2 separate regions of the Triticum aestivum genome follow, and region 2 is linked to region 1. The links are chromatin contacts, called in public Hi-C maps. All regions are on one chromosome and are shown on one strand. Each heading gives the region's core, a stretch centred on a gene start, on an enhancer-like site or on the middle of the called end of the contact. The rest is flanking DNA. Distances are from core to core; before and after follow the strand shown. Region 1 holds the start of LOC123099979 (senescence associated gene 20). Region 2 has its middle 13 kb from the start of LOC123099980.

The links. Hi-C and Micro-C count contacts between places; a contact is called where the count stands out from the background.
Region 2: a contact with region 1 is called in a Hi-C map of leaf, with 5 times the contacts expected there. The contact joins the enhancer-like site here to the promoter of LOC123099979 in region 1. A contact is called at or near these places in 5 of 5 Hi-C or Micro-C datasets (leaf, root and an unstated tissue) and 1 of 1 datasets of contacts at active chromatin or transcription factors (leaf).

What each region holds. Positions count from the first base shown.
Region 1 is chr4D:329,463,414-329,468,155 of IWGSC CS RefSeq v2.1, forward strand. It overlaps LOC123099979 (senescence associated gene 20), which reads left to right and starts at 2,866. Exons shown (of 1, transcript XM_044521988.1): 1 at 2,866-3,812. The coding sequence starts at 3,228. The coding sequence ends at 3,644.
Region 2 is chr4D:329,812,096-329,817,833 of IWGSC CS RefSeq v2.1, forward strand. No RefSeq gene overlaps it. Among protein-coding and RNA genes, the nearest start is that of LOC123099980, 13 kb to the right of the region's middle. Within about 2 kb of position 2,741, at least 8 of the 8 cell types and tissues checked have an H3K27ac peak or open chromatin away from gene starts, as enhancers often do. A contact at or near this core is called in leaf and root, where this site is marked.

The sequences.
Region 1 (4,742 bases), core at 1,616-4,115:
CATCTGCGTGGGGAACCTCGGATCTGGAGCGACGGCTCCATTGGCAAGGCACGGCCGGCTAGCAGCCATGCGGGCGGTGGATCTGGTGTCCCGGCCGCGCGGGCGGCGGGATCCGGTGGTCGTTGGCGGCCGGCGACGACTTCTGCGGTGGTCGGTGCCCGCGATCTGGCGCCTCCCCTCCTCCCCTGTTCGGCGTGCGGGCCAGCCTGGTCGGGCCGCGCTTCCTCTTGGTCGCCGGTTCTGTACAGTAGGCGCTGGTGGTGCCGGGGATCTAGTTCGGGCGAAACCCCTGGCTGGCCATGACCGGCCGCGCCGACGGCGACGCCTGAGGGCGCCGCCCCCCTCCTTGGAGGCGTCGGTATGGACTGATCTCCTCACTTCACCTTTCCCTCGGTCTCCCGGGCGAAAGCCCTAACTTTGTTGAGCGGCGGCGGCGCTCACGGCGCCGTTCCCTTCTTGAAGGCGCCGCTTTGGGAACCTTGGAGTTGAGTGGCGCTTGTGGGTGATGGGCGACGGCGGTGGTGCGGCCCTATCCTAGCATGGATTTACGTCCGTTGCTTGGAGATGGACTCGCGTAGGTGGAGGTCGTAGGCTGGCGTCGTGGTGGCGTCAATGACGGAGGACTTGCCATGGCTCGCGTAGGTGGAGGTCGTCGTTTGTCGTCGTGATGGCGTCGATGGCGGAGGACCTGCCAAGGTTGTCACCTCAATCTGCTCTGAAGATGGACCAATGGAAGATGGCGGCGACGACACATGTGAGTGCGTCGGACCGGTTTGAGCCCCGGACCCGGCACATGGCTTGGTCGGGGCCTCCGGCTTTAGATGTTAGGCTCAGGTGAGAGGTCTGGGTACGTGGCCTAGCTTGCACTCCTTCGTCATTTGATAGGAGTAGCGGTAGATGTTGCCAAGATGCGGATTCAGACATATTGTTGTTCTACTTTATAAGGTCCTCGAGAATGATCAATAAAATGGCCGCATGCATCTCCCAGATGTAGAGGCGGGGTCATCCTCTTTTTCAAAAAATAAACCAAGCCTTCGTGTCTCTAGGAGTTTTTGACCTTGGCTAACAGAGGAGCTAATGGGCGGCTCGATCATCCCCCAGCTTTTCACCGAACCACCGAAAGCAATGCTTTACATGGGTGGGATGGGTGCATATACATGCGTCTGCAGGATCGACTCTTATTACAATCCCTTTGTTGGACCTAATTACTTTCATTAATTGCAGCAGCAGTAGTATTTATTATCTTTCTTGTGACTGCAGGCAATGAGGCGAATGAGCAGGCCAGCTTTTGACGAGGGAAGATGAGGATGAGGCGCCCCGCGCCGGCCTGATTCCAGCAAGTGGAAATGAATAGAGACGCACTAACTCTACTTAACTAGTAATTACTCAAGCCTGAGAGCAAGCAAGTGTCAACGTGTAATGTCATAGATTATTCTCTTGTGTTGCGTCCATTTGTCGCCGATCATCGTCTTCTTATACAAGTAACGGTAACAAGAGACTTTGTAAAATGATATTGTCTTGTCTGCGCAACGGACGGGGTAAAAGGCCAAAAGCAAGTAAAGGACGAAAGCGGGCTAGTGGGTGATTTGATTTGCTGCTGCAGTGGCTACTGGTGCACTGAGATGGACGGTGAACCGGACCATGTGTAGCAACTTGTTGTTTTATCTATGGTTGGATGTGTACTTGGCTACTTGCCTGGTTAGAAGACGAAGAAGAGTCAAAGAACTAGTTTGACTGTTTGTATTTGAGTTCATTCAGTTAAGCCGGTGTTTGGCTGTAAGCAGATGCTCCGTCGATGCATGCACATACGTGGGGCGTGAGACAGCAGCTCGTCTCAGCGATACTACACTCATTTTTCTGGCTGAAGATTTTGCTGCTGCATCACGAGTGCGCACCAACCAACCAATGCATCGAACTGGGTGTTTTTAACACCATTTTTGCTCCTCCTCCTCCTTTCCCCCAACGGAATTCATTATTCCGTGGTGCGGCGATACTGCCGGATGCGCTGCTAGTACGTACGTGCTCTCGGCCGGTTCGGTGACGATGACGACTCTGCCTCTGCCTGGCTAGGCCTCCCCCGATTGCCACGCCCCCGGCAGACGACAAACCATGCTGCCTAAAAGGCGCCGCATTATTGCGAGTATTGTACTGCTCCTACTGTGCCATGCCCTAGTGTCATGCATGCATGCCACAGCGTACGTGCGTGCGTACGCTCCTACCCCTCAAGATGCAGGCGCAGGGAAGGGAGCACTGGATTGGATCGGATCGGTAGGCTAGAGCTAGACACACGACATGGCGGGCGATCATCCTTTGAGAAGGAACCACTTTCGTCGGTCCTTCGCGGAGACACTGACGCGATTATCGCCGCCTCCGCTCGTGGCTACGGACCGAGCGAGCGACACCTACCCCGAAGCTCACCGCCCCAAGATGTGGCTGGGGCCGCCTCTTCCTTCTGACAAGTGACGGCTCACGAGTCCGTCTCCTTTCAATATCGTTTGCGTTGTACTAATCAGCCCTTTGGCATCACATGTCTCTCCAACGGCGCAAGCTTGTGCCCGCAGATTGTTACGCAACACTGGTTGTTGTACATAAAATGGATAATGGACTACTGCAGCTGCAGAGGTCTCATCCAATGGCCCAGACAGACTTGACGCAGCTAGCGTTGCACCGTATCCTGCACTAAGCTGAAAAGAAAACACGCATGTTTGCTACCGTTCCTAGTCCTAAACTTGGTCCCGACGACAGAAATGAAAATGACAGATAAAGACTCGCTAATGGTAACGCTTCAAAAACGCGCCCCCGCCAGGGATAAGCACGCACAGTAGAAAATGGGCATTCCTACGGCCTATATAAGCTGCTCCGCGCCCGCTAAACCCTCCACCCCTCTCGCCAGTCTCCAGCAGCTCCAAGCTCAATCCATCGCCTCCACCAGGCTCCAGTACCGCGCCCGCCTCGCCTCGCAAGAGGCTTCCTCGACCTCTCCTTCAAGCAGCGGAGACCGGAGCCTACGCGGGGCTTCGCGCCAGGAGCTGGCTAACCATCAGCAGACCCTCGCGGCGGCGCCGGCGCCGGACGCGGAGCTGGCCGGGGAGACGGAGGAGCAGCGCGGCAAGTTCCTCGTGCTGCGCCTCTACGAGGCGCTCAACGCCCGCGACGCGCGCCGGGCGCAGGAGCTGCTCGCCCCGGACCTCGAGTGGTGGTTCCATGGCCCGCCGGCGCACCAGCACATGATGCGCCTCCTCACCGGCGCAGGCACCAACGCCGAGTTCAGGTTCTCCCCCCGCTCCGTCGACGCCTTCGGCTCCACCGTCATCGCCGAGGGGAGCGCGGACGGCGCCGGCCAGCTCCTCTACTGGGTGCACGCCTGGACCGTCGGGCCCGATGGGGTGATCACTCAGCTCAGGGAGTACTTCAACACCGACCTCACCGTCACCCGCCTCTCCGCCGCGGCGGCCACCAACAACGCCAGCGCGGGCTCCCCTAGCCACTCCTCCTCTTCTTCTGCCTCTTCCTCCCCCTCCTCGTCTACGTCCTCGGGCCTCTCCTCGCCGGCGCACACGCCCAAGTGGCCCAAGTGCCTGTGGCAGAGCCGCCGCAGCGACCGCGCGCGCAAGTCGCTGCCGGGCCTCGTCCTCGCCATCTAACAACATGAGAGCCTACGAATGAGTAACTAGAAGTCAAAGGAGTTGCTTTGCGTGCTTGAATTAGCAGTGTGATTTATTTGGTCTAGATCATGGATTATGGTGTGTACTACTGCTACTGCGGCAATGGCTTGCTGCTGCGGCTGAATAAAAGTATATCGTATTGGAGCCTTGGGCAATGTGCGATGATTCACCTTCATTTCATTTTCTTTCTTTCCTGTTTCCTTGGTGTCATGACCAGTGGCGGAGCTTGGGCCTAATCTTTGGAGGGGCAATGGGCTAAGGAGGGGCAAAACTACGAGGTTTAGCCTGTTTTTACTGAACATCCAGCACAAAAACTAACATGTATTATGTGAATTTTTCTTGGGCTGGGGGAGCCACCGCCCAGGTTGGGCCCATGAAGGTCCGCCACTGGTCATGACCGGTCTTCAGCTGAACCGAGCTACTCCCTCTTAATTTGATTTGATCACATATTGAAAACTTGTTGAGTCAGGAACTGAGAGCAACTCAAGGGGGGACTCGAACGGACAAGGATTTTGTTCGCTTTTTGTCTGTCTGGGTCGTCCGTCCGTGTGTGCGTGTCTTTTTTTGTTTGGGTAGGCCGGTTCGCCCAACGGGCGCAGGATGCATTTTAGACATGTCCGCGTCGTCATTTCGTCGAACACTTGGAGGGCGAGCTCCCGCGCCACCTCGCCCACCGCAGCTCGCCACGCCACCTCGCCGCTGTCGCCGCAGCTCACCCCGACCTTGCTGCTACCGCCCCGCAGCTCTCGCCCGGTGATCCAACGAGCTCCCGCCCCGCCCCGCAGCTTTTGCACGAAGTGCACCTGCCCCGCGTTGCGCACTCGTGCCCATCCCGTGCGATGGCCAGCTCCAGCGGCGGCATGTAGCTACCTAGCGCGCATGCACGCAAGGGTGCGACCATGCCGATGTGCTCGGACGCTGCAGGCACGGCAAGCGCCGCGACTCGAGGACGGGCACGGCCGGGCGACCGGGCGTGGCGAGTCGAGGACGGGTGAGGCGAGGCCGCGACGAGTCGAGGACGGGCGCGGCCGGGTGCAGCGAGGCAAGGCCGAGCGCAGTTGGGACGGCGAGACGAGG
Region 2 (5,738 bases), core at 1,491-3,990, 350 kb after region 1:
CTAAAGGTAAGGGAGGTATGGGATTTTGGGATCTCAAATTATTTAACCAAGCCCTCTTAGCCAAACAAGCGTGGTGGTTATTGGTTTATTCGTATTCGTTGTGTGCTAAGTTGATGAAGGCAAAGTATTATCCTCAGGGACATATTCTTGACATGGTGTTTCCACAGTCTGCATCAGTGACTTGGCAAGGTATTATGCATGGTCTGGAATTGCTTAAGAAGGGTGTCATTTGGAGGGTGGGTGATGCATCTAGCATTAATATTCGGAGGGATAATTGGTTACCCAGGAGCTCTGGCCTTAAGATTTCAGCTAAAAGGCATAATAATATATTGAAGTGGGTCTCCGATTTGTTCTTGAGCGGGAGAAAGGTATGGGATGAAATTTTGATTAAATATCTTTTCTATCCCCATGATGCAGAGGAGATTCTTAAGATTCGGGTGAGGATTTTATTGTGTGGCACTATGAGAAGAATGGTATATTTGTCGTTAAAAGTGCATATAATTTAGCGCTTAAGTTGAAGGATAGTCAAGATAAATTGGGTCAATACCATACGGAGAAAGAAGGCTTTGGAGTCTAGTTTGGAAGGCTAATATCCCTCAGAAGATAAGGATTTTTGCATGGCGTGCCGCATCCGATAGCTTGGCAGTCCAGACTAATAGAGTTAAACACCATCATATTACTTCAGGTATGTGCTCTATTTGCGGAGTAGAAGATGAAAGCACTTTTCATTATCTTGTTACTGGTTCTAAGGCTCGGGCTATGCGATTGGCTTTGAGAGCATCATGGAATATTCCTAGAGTGGTTCAAATTCTCGGGACTAGATTGGCTTTTGATTTTGTTGGGTCATTTGAACTTGCAACAGGGTGAGCAAATTTTGTTTCTTTTCTGGCGAGCCTGGCACCTGAGAAATGATTTAATTTTTGGAAAGGGGAAGGAATCCATTGTTGCTTCTGCAATTTTCGTGGACAATTATTGGTCTTCTTAACACTATTGAGGTTCTTCCTAGTAACAGAGGTAAAGAAAAAATGGGAGGTGTTATACCAGTTTTCGCACCATTACAAGATCATGTGCGGTGGAAGCCTCCACCATATGATTATATCAAGATCAATGCTGATGCCAGCTATGTGGAGAGTATTAGTGCAGCCAGTATGGGGGTGGTTGCTAGGAATTCATCTGGTGAAGTTATTACTTCTTTGTGGGACTTTCTGGGTCAGTGTTCCAGTGTGAATGAAGCGGAGCTGCGTGCATGCCTGGCAGGCCCATCGGTATTACTCTTCACCAGTCCATTATTTTGGAGACTGATTGTGCTTTTGTTCGTTCTTTCCTTGCAAATGATAATCTTGACATGTCTCCGCTTGTTGATATGAAGAAAGAAGCCTTGAATATATCGAGGATGTTTAAGAATTTTTAAATTGCAAAAATTAATCAGCTAGCCAATGGGGTGCTCACGAAATTGCGAAGTTTAGTTTTATTAGTAAATCTGATGGGATTCTTCTTAATAGTGTTCCGTCCTGGGGTCCTTTTTAATGTTTTGTAATGAACTATTGTAATAACCTTATTAATTAATTAATATATGGGGTCCTTTTAAAAACACTGCGCAGACCGATCCGTTTGGGAAAGGTGGCCCATCTAAGGTAGGTGCCTCACGGTGGCAAATTTGACAAATTTGACCTGTGGACGAAATCAAATCACAGAATGAATTGTCCGTGAAACTATTTCACACGGCTGACCTTTTTATGTGACGCCCGACACAAAGGCACCACACTACATTGTGCAACGCCTCACAGATAGGCGCTACACGCCTGGCCAGCGTTGCACCCCAGACTGCCTAAAAATTGCTAAGTCATTGTGCAGAGCCTAAGAGCTAGGCGCTGCACTGTATAGTGTGGCGCCTAGCTCTCAGGCACTGCACTAGTGGTTGCACTATAAAATGAAGCAACCACTAGTGGTTGCACTATAAAATGAAGCAACCACTAGTGCAACGCCTAGAAGCTAGGCACTACACTGTATAGTGTGGCGCCTAGCTCTCAGGCGCTGCACACTGACTTAGTAATTTTCGGATCACACGGGTGTGACGCTGGCCAGGCATGTAGCGCCTATCTGTGAGGCGTTGCACAGTGTAGTGTGGCGCCTTCATGTCGGGCGTCACACAAAAAGGTCAACCGCGTGAAATAGTTTCACGGACAGTTCATTCTGTGATTTGATTTGGTCCATAGGTCAAATTTATCAATTTTGCCCCTCACGGTGTCCCAACGTTGCCTGCCTGCCTGCCAGTATCCCCTTCCTCCACGATCTATATGGAAAAGCTTAGCTTCATTTTAACATATAATGAGGCTAGCCAACTCGTCTCCTCGGTTGTCCCTCGTTTTGGTTCGATTTGGGCCGTTGGATGGTGGTCAAATAGTAGATTTATTCCTTGGTTGACGTTGGATCTTCGGTCATTTTCGTTTTGACCGCGGGGTGAGTTCATGCAGGCCATGACCTGTGGGCTCGGCCTCTCAACCGATTGGCTGGGTGAGCCTTTTTTGGTGCTTGGGCGGCCGATCCTGCCGCGCCACGTGCGCGAGCGTCACAGGCGAGGATTTCCATTGGGTTAGAGTTACTCGGGTCACCCAGACATGCAGCGTCACGTGTCCCATCACGCGGAGTCGGCGTCGTGCGGCGTGGGCCAGCGCTTATGCACCCGGTATCTCCGTCCGCGGCAGCTGACTGGTGGGCCGGTGCTGCCTTGGTCCCATTCATCGGTTGCACGGGGTGCATGTCCCGCGGTGTACGTGTAGGCTAGAGTTTTTTGGGGTCAACCGCTCTGGGACGCTCCTGGCGCACTGCCCGCGTCGTGCGTTGTGGGCAGCAACTGTGGAGGGGCCGGCCGGTGCGTGTGCACTCGGTTTCTGCACTCACCTTTGGCCTTCCGCGATGACGGGTGGCCCGGCGCTGCTCCTGGTCCCGCTCCGTCGGCTGTCCTGGATGCCGTTTCGTCGGGGTCGTGGTGCGAGCGAACCTGTCCTCGCACGCCGCGCATCGTGCGGCCCGTCATGGGCAGCCTCAAATCACAACAACCACGTCCCTCCCTGCTCCCTCCCTTGTCCGTCGCCGCACCCGTTCTTCTCCTGCTCTCTCTCTCTCTCTTCTGCGATGTTCCTCCTTCCTATTGGCGCGCCTCGCCCCGTCTTCCACCTTCACGTTCATCTTCAACACCCCCTCCTCGGCTAGATGGCACCTCTGGGGGTGAAGGAGCAGGGGAGGGCCAAGAGGCCAGCGGTGTGGGGTGGAGCAGCGAGGCCGGCAGCCCAGACGGCGGACGCCTCATGGGATGGAGGAGAGGCCAGCGATAGGGAAGGATCAGAATCCTCATGGAGCGCAGGGAAGGTGAAGTCCCGACGGCTGAAGATGGTGCGCACGGGAGGAGCTCAGGTGATGTCAAGGTGAGCTTCTCCCAATCCTTCATCCCCTTCACGCCTCTTGCAAATTTTTCTTGTTTCAGATCATATGAAGGTGAGTGTAGTCTTGTGAGCAATTGCCTGTGCTATTTTCTTGTTTCTTTACTCTCCCTTTCCTACAAGAAGATGCCGACTTGCCGAGTCATGTAATATCTTCAAGGAAGAGAAAAACTGCATTTTGTTCATGTGAAAAGTTAGGGTGGGTTTGTGTTTTCAGAAATGAGGCGACCTTTCATGTACACATATCAAAGATTTTTCTCTGTAAACGTATATTGGACCTGTGTGATTTGCATGACATAACTTAAATAAATCTGGTCCACTTATATTAAACCTTGCATTATGCAGTAGTAGAACTACTGCTCGATTTGGCGTGTGCCATTTTTGGTGCGTCAATTTCAGCTAGACTAAATCAACCATGCCGTCCTTCTTGGCTTGATTTTTCCTGTGTGTGTGTGTGTGTGTGTGTGCAAGATGTTTAGCAGGCCTGACTTAAGATCTAACCCCTGACGGAGTTTAAGCATGGTCCAGTATGCACTTCTTGACTTCTCTTGATTTCTGTTTTTGTTTAAATTCATATCAAATCAATATTGTTTGCAATTTTGCATACAGGTTGGAGAGGTTATTTTTGGCGTGGAGGTCTTTTCAGTTTTTCTAAAGTTACACTTTTTTCCAGTTCCCCAAGCACGTTCGTCATGTTAACTAAAGTGTTACCTACCAAAACTGTATCATTGATCCCACACAATGGTTAGAATCCCAGTCGTTCAATTACTGTAGACCAGACCATGTTTCACGTTTTGTATAGTCCAACCAATAATACAGATTGAGCCTGGTGATGATTTTCAATATATTGTGATAGTAGTTTGCTGCGTTGATTAGTTAATGAGCCATCCTTCCGTTTTACTCGAAATGGTGTAATAGTTAAATAGATGTATTTGTGCCATTTAGCTCATTGTAAGGTAGGGGCTGATCAGGGTGGAAGAGTAATCTGTGTTGTGTAGACAACATCACTGTAATTTTCTCAGGCGAATAAAAGAATAGCTTGCGGTGCATGAAAAAGCCCCAATAACATTCATCAGTTCAGTTCAGTTGTACATCTTTTGACCCCTTTTCTTGGTGCTGATTGAGCTTTGTGTATTAATATTTTTATTTAACTGCATTTTTTGCTTTAGTCCTTCCTCTTAGTGTATAATGATCCTGATTGTGTGAGTTTCTTTCCTGGCAGGGTAGTTATGCCTCCATGCATTCCATAACAAAATGCATATATGTCCTGGAGGTAGGATTTCAGCTTCAGATTGTCATCAAGTTTGTTGAATTTATCGTTCCATGTTGGAACAGTGTACTTTCACGAGTATTTTTCTACTGAGTACATACAATACTTTCACACCTATGTTGTATTATATTCCAACTTTACAAGTACCTTGTGCTTTTGCTCTTGTATTCTTTCTAAATGCTCCACAAGTCCTGCACTAATTTTTTCAACAAAATAATTAAGTGAAACATGGCTCTGAGCTATTGCCATATGGTAGCTGTATGGGCTCTACGTGAGTTTAGCAGTCATATTTTCTTTAACTGTTGGTAAAAGTCTTAAGCTCTGCTACTTTAGAATTTTCTGAAATACAAACAATAGCCATAGTTCCATATGCATTTCTTTGATTGTAATTTCTTGTTGGTACCTTACCAAGCAGGCCGCTTGGTGCGTTTCTATCTTACCTGCTGCCATCAAACTGAAGCCACAAATCCAGTGGATTTTGTTTCTGTTAAATCATATTACGTCCAGAAATGTGAGCTTATATCCGCTGCATCTTTAGGGAGGTCTTTTTTTATGCTGAAAATAATGTGTGTGCTTATCCCATTAACTTGAGTGTGTTATTACAAGTTGAAGGGGTATGAATGGTCCACAGCTCAGCTGCCTGTTGTTTCTGTAAGAAATTACTTTCTTCATTATTGATTGCTCATGATTATTCTGTCTTGAATAAACATATGGTGTGGCACTTTTCATATAATGATTTTATATCTTTATGGTCCCAAAATCATGCTGTTGATTTACTTTCGTGTTATTTCATTATTTTGGCTTTGAAAAGCAATAGTATAGTATATCCATGGAGTATAATAGGTTTATTTGTTTGTTCTATCAAGCCCGTTTTATTCCATTTGCATGAGCATATACCAAACTTTTTTAATGCTCGCTCGTGAACAAGATGAGAGCACTGGTTATGTATTTCCAAACAAGGCTTTGACTGAGATAGGTATTACTGATTTCTTTGGATTGCTATGCTGCAAAACTTGATGTATTGTCTC